Regions from separate parts of the Callithrix jacchus genome. Here region 2 is linked to region 1. A link is a contact called in public Hi-C data. All regions are on one chromosome and are shown on one strand. The core of a region is the stretch at or near the end of the contact, and the rest is flanking DNA. Distances in the headings are between cores, read along the strand shown.

Evidence for each region. A called contact is a pair of places that touch in the nucleus more often than the background predicts.
Region 2: a contact with region 1 is called in a Hi-C map of skeletal muscle, with 16 times the contacts expected there. The contact joins two enhancer-like sites. A contact is called at or near these places in 3 of 3 Hi-C or Micro-C datasets (induced pluripotent stem cells and skeletal muscle).

Annotation. Positions count from the first base shown.
Region 1 is chr8:23,437,362-23,443,825 of calJac240_pri, reverse strand. No RefSeq gene overlaps it. Among named protein-coding and RNA genes, the nearest start is that of PEAK1, 150 kb to the left of the region's middle. Within about 2 kb of position 3,570, at least 4 of the 16 cell types and tissues checked have an H3K27ac peak or open chromatin away from gene starts, as enhancers often do.
Region 2 is chr8:23,824,452-23,830,915 of calJac240_pri, reverse strand. All of the region lies in intron 3 of PEAK1 (pseudopodium enriched atypical kinase 1), which reads right to left. It also overlaps the pseudogene LOC103790417. Among named protein-coding and RNA genes, the nearest start is that of TSPAN3, 100 kb to the left of the region's middle. Within about 2 kb of position 2,520, at least 6 of the 16 cell types and tissues checked have an H3K27ac peak or open chromatin away from gene starts, as enhancers often do.

The DNA.
Region 1 (6,464 bases), core at 2,321-4,820:
CTTGATCCTTTGGGAAAAGTTTAGGCTGAAACCACTGACTGGCTGATCATCACTAAATAGATATGGGTGCAAATCCTGCGAGGGGCTGAAGTCTCAGGAGAGTCCCCAGTAAGACAGGACTGGAGCCCTGGGAAGCACAGGAGAGTCAGTGGCTAGGAGAGCAGGAGGAGCCGGTAGGCCAGCTTGCTGGAGTAGAGGGAGGCCAGATGTCCCTTGGAGGCATCGTTGCTGTGGTTGTGGTTCTGTCCCTTGAGGTGTGGGGGCTGTAGCTCTCAATCCAGACAAGTTTCCTGCAGGGGATAGGGCAGCGTCTTGGTACTGAGGGGCAGGGCTGGGGAAGGAAGAGAATGGGGTGGCTTCCATCACAGCCATGGTAAAGAGCCACAGGGCAGCTTGTACGTCATTGTTTTGCTTGTTTTTGTTTGAGATGGAGTTTCGCTCTTGTTGCCCAGGCTGGAGTGCAATGGCGCAATCTCAGCTCACTGCCTCCTGGTTTCAAGTGACTCTCCTGCCTCAGCCTCCCCAGTAGCTGGGATTACAGGCATGCACCACTATGCCTGGCTAATTTTGGATTTTTGGTAGTGTCATAAAATGCAACACAGCTTCTACCTTCTGTGCTGAGACACTCACCCTTGGAGCCCTGAGCCACCAGGTAAGATGCCCTCCTAGGAGAGAGGCTGCTGTGCCATGAGGAAGCCGGGCCTGGCGAATGGTGCTCTGGTGGAGCCCCGGCCTTGCTCCTAGCCCAGTCAGCATCGGCCATGTGTCCATGTGTGAGTGAACAAGCCTCCGGACGGTTCCGGACCCAGACATCGAGCCTCCCCCCGCCACTGGTGCCTGCCGTGTGCAGCCCCAAATACCACACAACACATAGAAACTGCCTCTTCTGTGCCCTGGCCAACACCTGACCTGCAGACTCCATGAGCAGAATAAAATGGCACTGTTTTCTGCCCCTATATTTTGGAGTGGTTTCTTGCACAACAATAGTAGTTGCAGGCAGAAAGGGAGCTGGCCAGGCTGTGGGTATGCGGCTGGCAGGGACGGGGAGATTACTGGCTGGTGGGATGGAGCCTCCGTTGCTTGGGGAATAGGTGAGTTTTTTGCCCACCCCCTACCCCCACCCGCTGTCAATTTAGAGGCAGAGGAGGTTGACAGGAGGCTGATGCTATGAAACCAGGGAGGGGTTTCGGGGGCATTTTGGGAGGAGGCTTGAAAGCGAGACGTAGTTCTGGGCTAGGGCGCTACCCCAAGGGGAGCATCAGGGAGGTCCTGGTGGGAGCAACCAGAGGCGGGGAGGGCTTTGGGGTCTGACAGTGTATTTGTAGTTCCCAGCACTGTCACTACCCAGGCCTCTCTGAGCCTTGTTCGAAGATCTGGAAAACTGGGGTATAAACCCCTCCCTGAACGCAAAGTGAATGTGACTTGCTTCGATCACATCTTTCTCCTTCATTTCTTTTCTTTTCTTTTTTTTTTGAGACAGAGTTTTGCTCTTGTTACCCAGGCTGGAGTGCAATGGCGCGATCTCGGCTCACCGCAACCTCTGCCTCCTGGGTTCAGGCAATTCTCCTGCCTCAGCCTCCCGAGTAGCTGGGATTACAGGCACGCGCCACCATGCCCAGCTAATGTTTTGTATTTTTAGTAGAGACGGGGTTTCACCATGTTGACCAGGATGGTCTCGATCTCTTGACCTCGTGATCCACCCACCTCGGCCTACCAAAGTGCTGGGATTACAGGCGTGAGCCACCGCACCCGGCCCTTCTCCTTTATTTCTTATTGTCCTAACAAGGGTCCCCGCATTGCATGTAGATAAACGTGTCCAAGGGCAAGGATTTTTGTGCCATTTTATAGACAGGAAATGAAGCCAAGAGGGGCTGGGAGTGCCCACAGCCTCAGAGGACTCGAGCCTTCAGTGTGTACTTCCCTGGATTGAGGCAGCAGGAGGGGAGGGCAGGCCAGTGCTCCTGCGGCCCAGGTGTGGCCTCCGGCGCTGGATTAAGCATTCCTCCCCAGCCCTGCCCCAGTCTCAGCCTCAAAACTGCTTACACTCTGGAGTCCCAGACAAATTGCAGCCTGGAGAGCGGCTGTGGGGAGCTTATCAATGTGGCTGGCCTGGCCCTCCCCACCTTCCTCCCGCTCCACATGCCTGCCTCTGGGTCCTGGGGTCAGAACAGCCACTAAGGAGCTCCCCCAGGGCTCCACACACACTCTGGCCTCCTGGGGTTCTTGCCAAATGGGCACCCCTGCCTGCAAGCCCTCAGAGCCCTGGATCTGCTGCCTGGACCCCAGCTCCCCTCCTCCTGCCGCCCTCCTCAGCATCTGGTTCCTCCTCAGAATGCAATGCTGTTGCCCCTGGCAACCGAGCTCCAGCCAGATCCTGGTCCTTCTTCCTCCTCCTTCCCTTCTTCTCCTCCTTCTCCTTCTGCTTCCTTATTCCCAACCTTCCTGCCCTCCCCCACCTGCAGAGACCGTGCCCGGGGCTGGAAGACTCCCCCCAAATCTGATGCCAGCTGGGCCACCCCGCCAAGCCCCCTGGCTTTTCTGGGTTGGTCATTGGCTGATGATGACAGTCTCCCTGCCTGCCCACAGGACTCACTGCTGCAGTCTTGGGGACCCCAGGGATGTCCCAGAAGACTCTGAGGTGGGTCTCAGGGTACCCCAGGCAAAAAGCCAGGGACTGTAGAGAGACAGGAGACTTAGCACCCGAAGGGAATTTCTCCCCAGCAGATCTGTTTGAGGTGGTGAGCTCCCCAGAGCTGGAGGCATGCAAGGAGAGGCCTTTCCAGTGATGACGATGGCACAGGGCAGTGCGGGACTGTTTTGGAAGGAAGGGCAATGAGGGCTCCACCTATGTCTCCCCTGGCTGTCTCTTTCCCCAACCCTTGAATTCCCAGAACCTTTAGGAACACCTGCTCCCCAACCCCTGCCCTCCCAAGGACTCCTCAGTTTTCATCTGGTCCCAGAGAGGAGGACAGCATTAAGAGGGTCTCAGTCTAGTGACATCATGCACCATAGAGGGGGTCCAGTGCCCAGCACAACTGTTTAGAGTGGAGAGAAACAGGGTCTCCTCAGGGTAGGCCACATGCACCCTGGCTGCCCTCGTGTCCCTTCCAGAGCCTCCGCTCACACTTCTGGCCTCCTCCAGGTCCCAGGCCCCTGCCACCTCCCTGCCCTCCTGCAGGGCCCATGGGCCAGCCAAGCCCAGTCCACAGCTCACCCAACCGACCCCCACTCCTTCGTGCCCTTCACCAAGTCCCTCCCTATCAGGAATGCACTTCTCCACCTTTCACTCTGAGTCAGCTCAGAGGCCCCCTCCTTCAGGAGGCTTCCCCGGACTGCCTGGGCTGTGCCCATTGCCCCGTGGGGCTCCCTACCTCGGGCTTGCCTCCTAGAGCTCCCACAGCCATGGCCTGGTCACCATCTGCTGATGCGGTTTTCCCCCGAGTGCATCACAAGGACCTTGAGGCAGTGACTCAGTACCCCACATTCGCTAACAAATACTAATGAGGGCATTGGCACAGCCCTGCCTCTCTCTGGGCCTCAGTTTCCCCTATCTGAGACCCCATGTCTGGGCCTTGGCTTCCCTCAGGGGTCTTTGAGGATCTTTTTGGCTGAGAAGTGTGGCCACGCCCGGCCTGTCAGAATGAGACAGAGGCCAGTCCCGACAGCTCTGCCTTCCTCATCTCTGGGGGCATCCCCTCCAGGTTTCAGGAATGAGCCTCAGGAACTGGGGTGTGGGGACCTGCGATCCTGATGCTCCCTGAGGCTTGAGGCTTCAGTTCTCATCGGCCAAATGGGGAAACTCTTTGAGGCTACTCGCCACCTCCCGCCCCCCACCCCGCCCAGGCTGCTGTGAGGTCGGGTGGAGATGGCAGCCAGACCAGACCTCCCCATGGGACCCGCCAGAACCCAGGCTTCCCAAGGCAACGAAGCCGCCGCCTGCTCCTGGCAAGCCCAGTCCGTGAGCTCAGGGGTCCCTGGGGCTCTGCTGCCCTCCAGTGGCCGGAGGCTCCAGGGCACTTAGAACCCGTGAGCTCCGGGTTAATTCCATGGGCTTCCGACGGACAGAGATGGTGGCAGGGACTTGCAGAGGTCACTCAGCAAGCCAGGGGCGGTCTCTGGACCAGGACGTGGGGCTCCCGACCCCCAGCACTTCCACGGCCTGGGTGGACTTGTCCTCTCCCAGGAGACCAGCCAGGAGATGGAGCTGCCCACCTGCCTCTCCTGGGACACCCTCTGTGCCGTAGCCCCTCTCTGCTGGCCACTCTTAACGCTGGCCTAGACTGCCCTTCTGAGAAGTGTTTCCCGTGCCTGTCCAGGGGTCACCCCCAATGTGTGGGCCAGTGTTGGGGGCTTGGAGGTGTGGCTTAACCCCCTTCCTCCTTGATTAATCAAATACTTAAAATAATGGCTGAGGTCATGATTGATGGACAGAGCATAGCTAATTACCCTGGAGATCAAAATGACTGTTTCTGTTTAAAAAGGCTGCAAATGAGTTAATTATTTCCTTTGCTCACCTCTCTAACCTCGTTACACTTCTAAATGAATAGCAATATTGATCTTGGAACCGATTTTGGTGTTACACCACCCGAGCGGGTTTAATTAGGGTTTGAAAACGCTGCAGTGCCTCCTCCTTCTGACCGAGGAAATTAGCCTTGGGTTTTACTTACATTTCACGGCCGTGTCCTCCACACAGATAGAATGTCTGCAACATGGCGCAGTGGTGCCTGTCATCCCGGCCCTGCCCTGGCTCCCAGCTTCACTCCTATCCAGAGCAGAGCAGACTGACCCTTGCCTCTCACCTCTCAGGAAGACATGGCAGGAAGGCCATCGGGGTCAGCTAGTTTAGCCTCATCTGGTCACAGATGGGACTTGGAGGCTGAGATATGACAGGGCAGAGTCTAGCATCACTTGGCAAGGCAGGTGCAGGCCCAGGACCTGAAGCATCACAGATTCCCAGCTCTTGACCTTGACGGCTCCCTGACTGAGTAAATATTTCCTCTCTGTCCCTCCTCACTTCTCCAGATGCCTAAGGAGCCTCCTGGTGCCCCACCCCACCACCAGCTCCCTGCTGCCTCCCCTCTCTTTGTTAGAGCTCCTTAAAACAAAGGCTCCAGCTCGATGAAGCTGGGAGTGATGGGGGAGCAGGGCCCAGGAGAACAGCACCCTTGCCCTGGAACTGCTGCTGACATACAGGAGGCCTGTCTCTGAGCCTCCCTCCTCTGAACTTGACAATCTGTCTATATCATTCCCTCCATCTCCCCCAGCCAGAATTTTCAAGGGCAAGTGGTATGTCTGGGAGCCAGAGCCGGAAGGGTAGGGTAGGGGGAGTGGCCAGGACAGGCATGGGCTGAAGATCGAGGGCTGAGCTCCTTCTTATTCCAAACAAAACCTTCCCTTGACCCCGGCTTCCCTCTGCCATGGTCAGACCCATCCCAGTTCCACTCCTTTTTGTTTTATTTTTCCAGAGACAGAATCTCCCTCTGTCACCCACCTGGAGTGCAGTGGCATGATCATCACTCACTGCAGCCTTGAACTCTGGGCTTAAGTGATCCTCCCACCTCAGCCTCAGAGTAGCTAGGACCTCAGGTATGCACCACCCTACCTGCTTATTAAAAAAATTTTTTTTGGCCCAGGTGCGGTGGCTCATGCCTGTAATCCCAGCACTTTGGGAAGGCAAGGTGGGCAGATCACGAGGTCAAAAGATCGAGACCATCCTGGCCAACATGGTGAAACTCCATCTCTACTAAAAATACAAAAATTAGCTGGGAGTGGTGGCGTGGGCCTGTAGTCCCAGCTACTCAGAAGGCTGAGGCAGGAGAATTGCTTGAACTCGGGAGGTGGAGGTTGCAGTGAGCCAAGATCGCGCCACTGCACTCCAGCTTGGCACAAAGCAAGACTCGGTGTTTTTTTGAGAGATGTGGTTGCTGTGTTGCCCAGGCTTGTCTCAAGGTCCTGGTCTCAAGTGATCCTCCCACCTTGGCCCCAGTCTCAATTCTTGAGAGTTGTGTATATTCACTGCCCCTCTCTCTGACTTCCTCCCCACTCCTCTGCCCTCTGTTTTTTGTCTCCCTGATAAAACGATTCTCACTGAGGTCACCCGCAGTCACTGAGTTGCAGAACAAAGTGAGCCCTCTGTTCAGGGGTCTGGGCATGGATCTACCTGACAGCGCCTCTGCTTCCTGCAGCGGCACTGGCTCCTGGGTTTCCTCCTCTCTGCTCCCTCATGGGACAGGGTAGTCCCCTCCCATCCCTGAAGAATCTCGGGGTTTAGCTTAATTAAACCTCTGCTCTTTCTTCTCACTTTCCAGGCCCTCCTGTGGTGAGCCCACCTCTCTCGTGGTTGCAAAGTGATCTACCCCAAATTGCTAACTTAGCTCAGTCCTCTCCCTTGAGTGCACGTAAGCCCAGCCGGGAAGTGACATGGTCAGACTCACACTTTGGAAAGCCCACCCTGAGGTCGGGTG
Region 2 (6,464 bases), core at 1,271-3,770, 390 kb before region 1:
CATTATTTTGTCAGCCTGAATATTAGAGAGTATATGAATTTAGGAGTCTGAAACATGAATGAGAATTCTGTGGTTCTCATATGCTTAGAAATTACTAGTGTAGAAATGTCTAGGCCAGGCCGAGTGCAGTGGCTCACACCTGTAATCCCAGCACTTTGAGAGGCTGAGGTGGGTGGATCATGAGGTCAGGAATTCAAGACCAGCCTGGCCAACATAGTGGAACCCCATCTCTACTAAAAATATCAAAATTAGCTGGGCGTGGTGGTGGGTGCCTGTAGTCCTCAGGAGGCTGAGGTAGGAGAACTTCTTGAACCCGGGAGGTGGAGGTTACGGTGTGAGCTGAGACTGTACCACTGCACTCCAGCCTGGGCAACAAGAGCAAAATTCTGTCTCAAAAAAAAAAAAAAAAAAAAAAAAAGAAATATCTAGGCCAAAAAGAAAATAAAGAGTGAGCTGAGGAGGTGGCCTTGGTGGGTGAGCCTGGGAGAAGAGGCCAATTCTTCTTCCCTAACTGGAAACTATCAGCCAAGGTGTGATGGCACAGAAGCCAGATGAGGAAATGTCATGAAGGAGAAAGATGATAACTATTTCAAATGCTACTGAGAGGCTAATACAAGCCCACTGGACTTGGCAATGTGAGCTCATCAGTGACCTTAGCATGAACTATTTGGTTCAGTGGTGGGGATGGTAACCAGACTGCGGTGAGTTGAAGAGTGAGGTAATAGAGCAATGGTAGATAGCTTTTAGATAAGAGTAGACAGGAAGGAGAAGCAAGAAGGTGGTAGGAGGACAGGGGTCCAGAAAGGATTTCCTTATTTTAAGATGGGAGAATCTAGATAATGTTGAATGATAATATTGGGGAAAGATATAGGCCAGGGTGAGAGGCTGAAAACACAGGAAAGCGGGAAGAAACACAATACTTAGAATGTTAAAACTGTGCAGGTTCCTAGTTCAGTTGTGTTTTATGGACAAGAGAACTGAAGCCCAGAAGAGAAAGTGACTTTACTAAAGTAAATGAGAAAGACCCAGAACTGGGACTCAAGGCTACAGCTACTTACAATATGTTTTGTTTTTACAATTTTTGGGAGGTATTTTTTTCTTTTGTTTTATATGCTTACTGTGCAAACTCAGAAAAGCATAAAGAAAATAGAAACCATATGTAAACCTATTATTCAGAAGTAACTTCTATTAACAGTTTGAGGGCAGTTCCTGTCAGTCACCAAGAATTTAAACTGAAAAATTCCCAGTGCTTAGCACTATGCAGCACTGAATACAAAAAAAGAATAAGGCACCTTGGCATAATATCTTGTTAACCAAGCTAAACAGACCTCTGATAAGAGTCGGATTAAGCTTTCTCTTTGTAAGGAGTACAATATATTTGCTTTTTCAAATACTAGTAGATAATAGTAAAAATAATTCCCCACTTTGAGTAAAAGGAAGTTAATTCAGTCAAAAGATGGCTAAGTTGATTAGCACCTATCGCTTATCAACAGAATAGCCAAATAAGACTCACCAGGAACACCATTTGCTTATGTCAGTGTTGTGTGCACTAGAAACCCATCTTGCATATGACATTCGTTTACAAGTTTGCGTCCATCTGTATTCATCTGCTATAAAACCAAGAGATGAATCAAGCAAACACCTTTAGCCAGCACCAGATGGAGCTGCTGTCTAAGCCACAAAACCTTAACTACGAGGGCTTCATTTTAAACACTAATTATGTTTGGAGACAAAGAGGTGCAATTAAAGACACTGTCAAAACTATTTTTGAGACAATAGTCTCATAGAGGGGGAAGCTGTACCAGATGCAGGTCTGTCCAAAGAGCAATCCTTGGGTTTTACAGCCTTTGTGAAATGATTTCAATGGCAATCAATAACCAGCAGCTTTCCCTGCTCAACACCAACACTCCCCAAACGGGAACCTCTAGTCTCCAAAGTTATGCTTGAGAAATAAGAAATGTGTCTCCTGAGGCACTACACAAGGAAATGAAACAGTCTATCCTGGTGTCTTCTATTTATTTGCCAGAACAGGTCTGATACAGAGTACCCAAATGGAATGTTGGATAAGAAAAGCTCATTTACCTCCACATTCCTTATAATCTCAAAGCAAATCTTCTAGATGAAATAGTCTATGGGAGAGTTTAACGGCTGAAGCTGCCCCTAGGAGGTAGCCAGGATTCCATGATCTAAAATCCTATTTCATATTTGACAGTTTTCAGGACCAAAGCCCTGCAGGCTATAGATGAAGCTATTCAAGAGTGGCCTATTTCACTTCAAGTCATGACAGCTTTTTAAGAACCTATTACTGTTTTTTACTGTCTCTATTGCCATACAATGACAGTAATTAGTTTGCTTCTAGTCCAACAGTTTCAAGCAGATTTGATACCAAAAACACCCCACAAAAATACAAAAAAAAAAAAACCCAAAAACCAACAACAAACAAATCCACACAGGATTTCAATCTTGAAATAAACTGCCCAGCAGAAAGCTGGAGCTCTCAAGCTGGATTCAATTTCCATTAGTGAAGAAAAGGAAAGTGTGTAGGTGGTAGATTAAACACCATATATACTGCATTTCCTAAAGGCACCCAAGGAGAATGTGTTAATAATAAAGGAGGATGGAGAATGAACTGCTAAGCTCCTTCTCCAATTCTTTGACTCCCGAAGGCCATCATCTCTCTCCATAAAATCTGTCACACTGCCATGGAGGCATAGTCAAGAATCCTCACTGCTGTACGTGGGCTTTTAAGGACACTCTCAGTGAGAAACTATTGCCTATATGTCATCTCACATATTAGTTCATCTCCAGGATGCTAGGAGACAGTTTACAAGTCAAGGTTCTCACTAGGCTTTTGTTATAGAACACGTGGGTCACCTATAAAAAAAGGAAAGGAAAATGTGACAAGCATACCCACGTCACTGTTCCCAACCTTTCCTTCTTCCACAGTGAAAAATGCTGACCTGACACCTCAACCAGCTGCCAAACCCTTCAGTAGATGACTAAAAGGGTGGGGAGAGGAAGTGAAAGCAAAGCTGCAGGAAGAAGTTTTGCAGAAGATAAAACAAAGCTTTAATTTGGTACACAAATGGAAATTTCATGAGTAAAAGGGACTTTCTTAATTTGAGATCTGACCAAAAAAATAAATTGTTCTTCCTTGCTATCACAAGAACATGAGATTCCCCCATCTGAAGAAGAAAACCAAAGTACAATCTGCTTCATTTTGGAAACTTAACTCTTCAGAAGCCCATCCAGTTCCAGTTGTTCTAACCACAACAGTTTTTCTAACAATTCACTGTTCCTGTCACATGTAGTCATCTCAGGATAAGAATCATGTAACAACAAATGAACCCCTGCAAAGCAGCCCTGCTCAGTTCCAACTCATTTTTAAGTTCAAACTCTTTGATGAATCAGCGTTAACTACTATTACTACTATTACTAATTATTATACCAATTAGTATAAACTTGGTAATAACTAGTTCTAAGAGCAGAAGTTCCAAAATGTTCCCTGAACCCACTTTAGGCCCCTATTTAAGAAGGTATACATCAGAGAAAAGGTTAAAATATTATCTAATAACAGCCAAGACTCTGTAGTCTTCTATAGTTTTGTTTTATTTTCATGAGCTTTTTCCTGTTTGGAATGCATTTCCTCTAATGCTGTTCCATTTGGTGAAGCCCTATTGACCCTTCAAGATCCAGTTGAAATCTTAACCTCTGTGATGAAGCTTTGCTGATCTCTCAATTATACCACGTCGTATTGTAATTATATAAGTCCCCAGAAGGCAGGGCTAAGTCGTTCTTATCTCTGTATCTCTTGAATTGTTTGGAATATATTAGATACTAAATAAATGCTTGCTGAGTAAGAATAATTCTAGTTAGCATTTACTACTTGTATTAGGCACTGTTTGGAGCACTTTATCCAGAAAAACTCACAATTCAGTCAGGCACGGTGGCTCAGGCCTGTAATCCCAAAACTTTGGGAGGCCAAGGTGGGCAGATCACCTGAGACCAGCCTGGCCAACACGGTGAAACCCTGTCTGTAATACAAATACAAAAATTATGCAGGTGTAGTGGCATATGCTTACAGTCCTAGCTACTCGGGAAGCTGAGACAGGAGAATTGCTTGAACCCAGGAGGGGGAGGTTGCAGTGAGCCAAGATCATACCACTGTACTCCAGTCTAGGCAACAGAGCGAGACTGTATCTCAAAAAACAAAACAAAACAAACAAAAACCCATAATGCTCACAAAACTCTGCGATATACATACTATTATTTGTCCTACTTTACTCATGAAGAAACTGAGACTTGCTCAACGTCACACAGCAAGTAAATGGCAGAGCCAGGATAAATGCAAGCATGCATGTATGCATGCATAAATGGTATAGCTTCACAGCATCTGAAGGCTGCTTTAAACATAAACATGGACTCTCTGAGTCCACAGAGCAGCAGCAGCAGCAGCACTGCTGTTCATTCATGGAATTCCACCATGAATGAAGACATGTACACTCACACCTTCCCCTCCTCAGCTCTAAGATGGTCAGTCCAGGTGCTCACTGCAGAATATGCCAGAAGTAAACGCACAGACATGAACTTGGTTAGTAGGCTGTCCCAAAGTTGTGTTTTTTTGTGTTTCAGAGTGTTGATGAAGTAATCTTACAAGGCAAATTAAGCATGATCTTTCATCCAGCTCTCCAAGTCAGGAACCACTCTGATTTGGAAGGCATACTGAAGTGGCTGGTTGAGAGTGAGTTGGTGAGACGCTGCTATAAGTCACCTTGCTTGGTTCCTTCTCTCCACTGCCCCCAATCTTAGAGCCAACTGCCAAGTGAAGAAAGCTGGACTGCAGGCTAAATTTTTAAGGGAATCGCAGCTGATTGAGATGTGAGAAGATAGAAAGGGAATAAGAAAGACTAAATAAGGGCAGAACAAGATTCAAATAAGAGAAGAGGGGTGGGGAAGGAAATTGGGAAGGAAAGAGAAATAAGAAAACAGTTAATCATTCTGAGAAAAATCCCTCTTGAAAGTTTATAACCACATAATCAGAGCGAGCAATGTCATTTGCTACCACTCTTCACTAATTTTTGGAGGCTTTGTTGTCTTGTGTTACTTTATCTTTGGCAAGAGGCATTATTTTTCCAATCAAACGAAATTTTACCTTTCCCAGCTATAGGAAAGAGTGAACAATACATATTGTAAAATATTTATAATTTAGACTTTTGAAGGCAAAAAGTACTTCTAAATTAGTAAAAGTCTGAATTACACAATACTTTGAAGAAATATAGATTTACTGCTTTTGAGGAAATACCATAATAAACTAGTCTTTCCTAGTGGAGGTATTTGGACCTGTTCTAATAAGTAAGTTGGAATTATTTTTATAAGGGCTGTAAATTCATAATAACTTAAAATGCAGTAAAATAGTATTTCTCACACTGGAATCCAGGATATATTTTCAAGGGTCTGTAAGTTCTCCAAAAGAGCTAAATATTAAACTGAAAGCAAAGTTTATGTCTAAAATAAACTAATGTAAACACAGGCAGGATCATTGCAATGGCCATATTAACTAAGCACAGCAATACAATTTCCAGGTCTACAAATACCTTTGTGTTTCTAATTTGAGCTGGTACCTTAACTGTGAGGAATAATGAGGAAAGAAAGAGGCTCACTTAAAATACAGATAATGCAGTTCTACCAAGTAGAGTCCAAAATGATGCCATGGCGCAACCACTGTGTATTGTACCAATCCTGAATTTTCAATACCCTAGAAAGAAATGTGGCATAAGAAGAGAGCAATGGTAATGAAAGCCGCAAAGGAAACTAGAGTGGTTGGCAGCTCCTTACCCACATAGTAAGCAGCAATTTAATTTCAGCAAAACCTCATCTATTATATTCAATTTTTGATAATTTGCATTTCATTAATTTTGCAGGGTTTTTTTGTATTTAACTTTTAAATTTGTTTTATAGCTAAATGACAAATGTAAGCATAAAGAATTTATACCTAATTTTATGTTTTTTGTATTTAAGTAAAATTATAATAATGTACGTCAACACTAAGAGTGCAGTTTTTTTTTTTCCAGTTAAAAAGAGGTCTATAAATTACTAAAGTTTGAAAAGTAGTGCTTAAAAACAGTATTCTCTTATGTCAGGTAAGCATTCCTCTTGTGATCTTATTCATATTACCAATTTGCTAAGCATCTGTTAAAGGAGTATAATAACTAGCTACTGTCAACAAAGCTCTTGTAAAATGACTTAAGATAAAATATATAAAGTGCCTAACTCAAAGGCTGATTCATAGTAAGCACTTAATAAATATTAGTTCTTTTATCCTTTATTAAATACATCCAGCAGAGGCCAGGAAGGGGTATGATCCCTCTAATCCCCTCCACACATATCCCTACCCGATCTTGATATACCAGTTGGGTACCTGGGAAGTTATTTCTATGGAAACACTGTTAACTATGCTTAGGTTA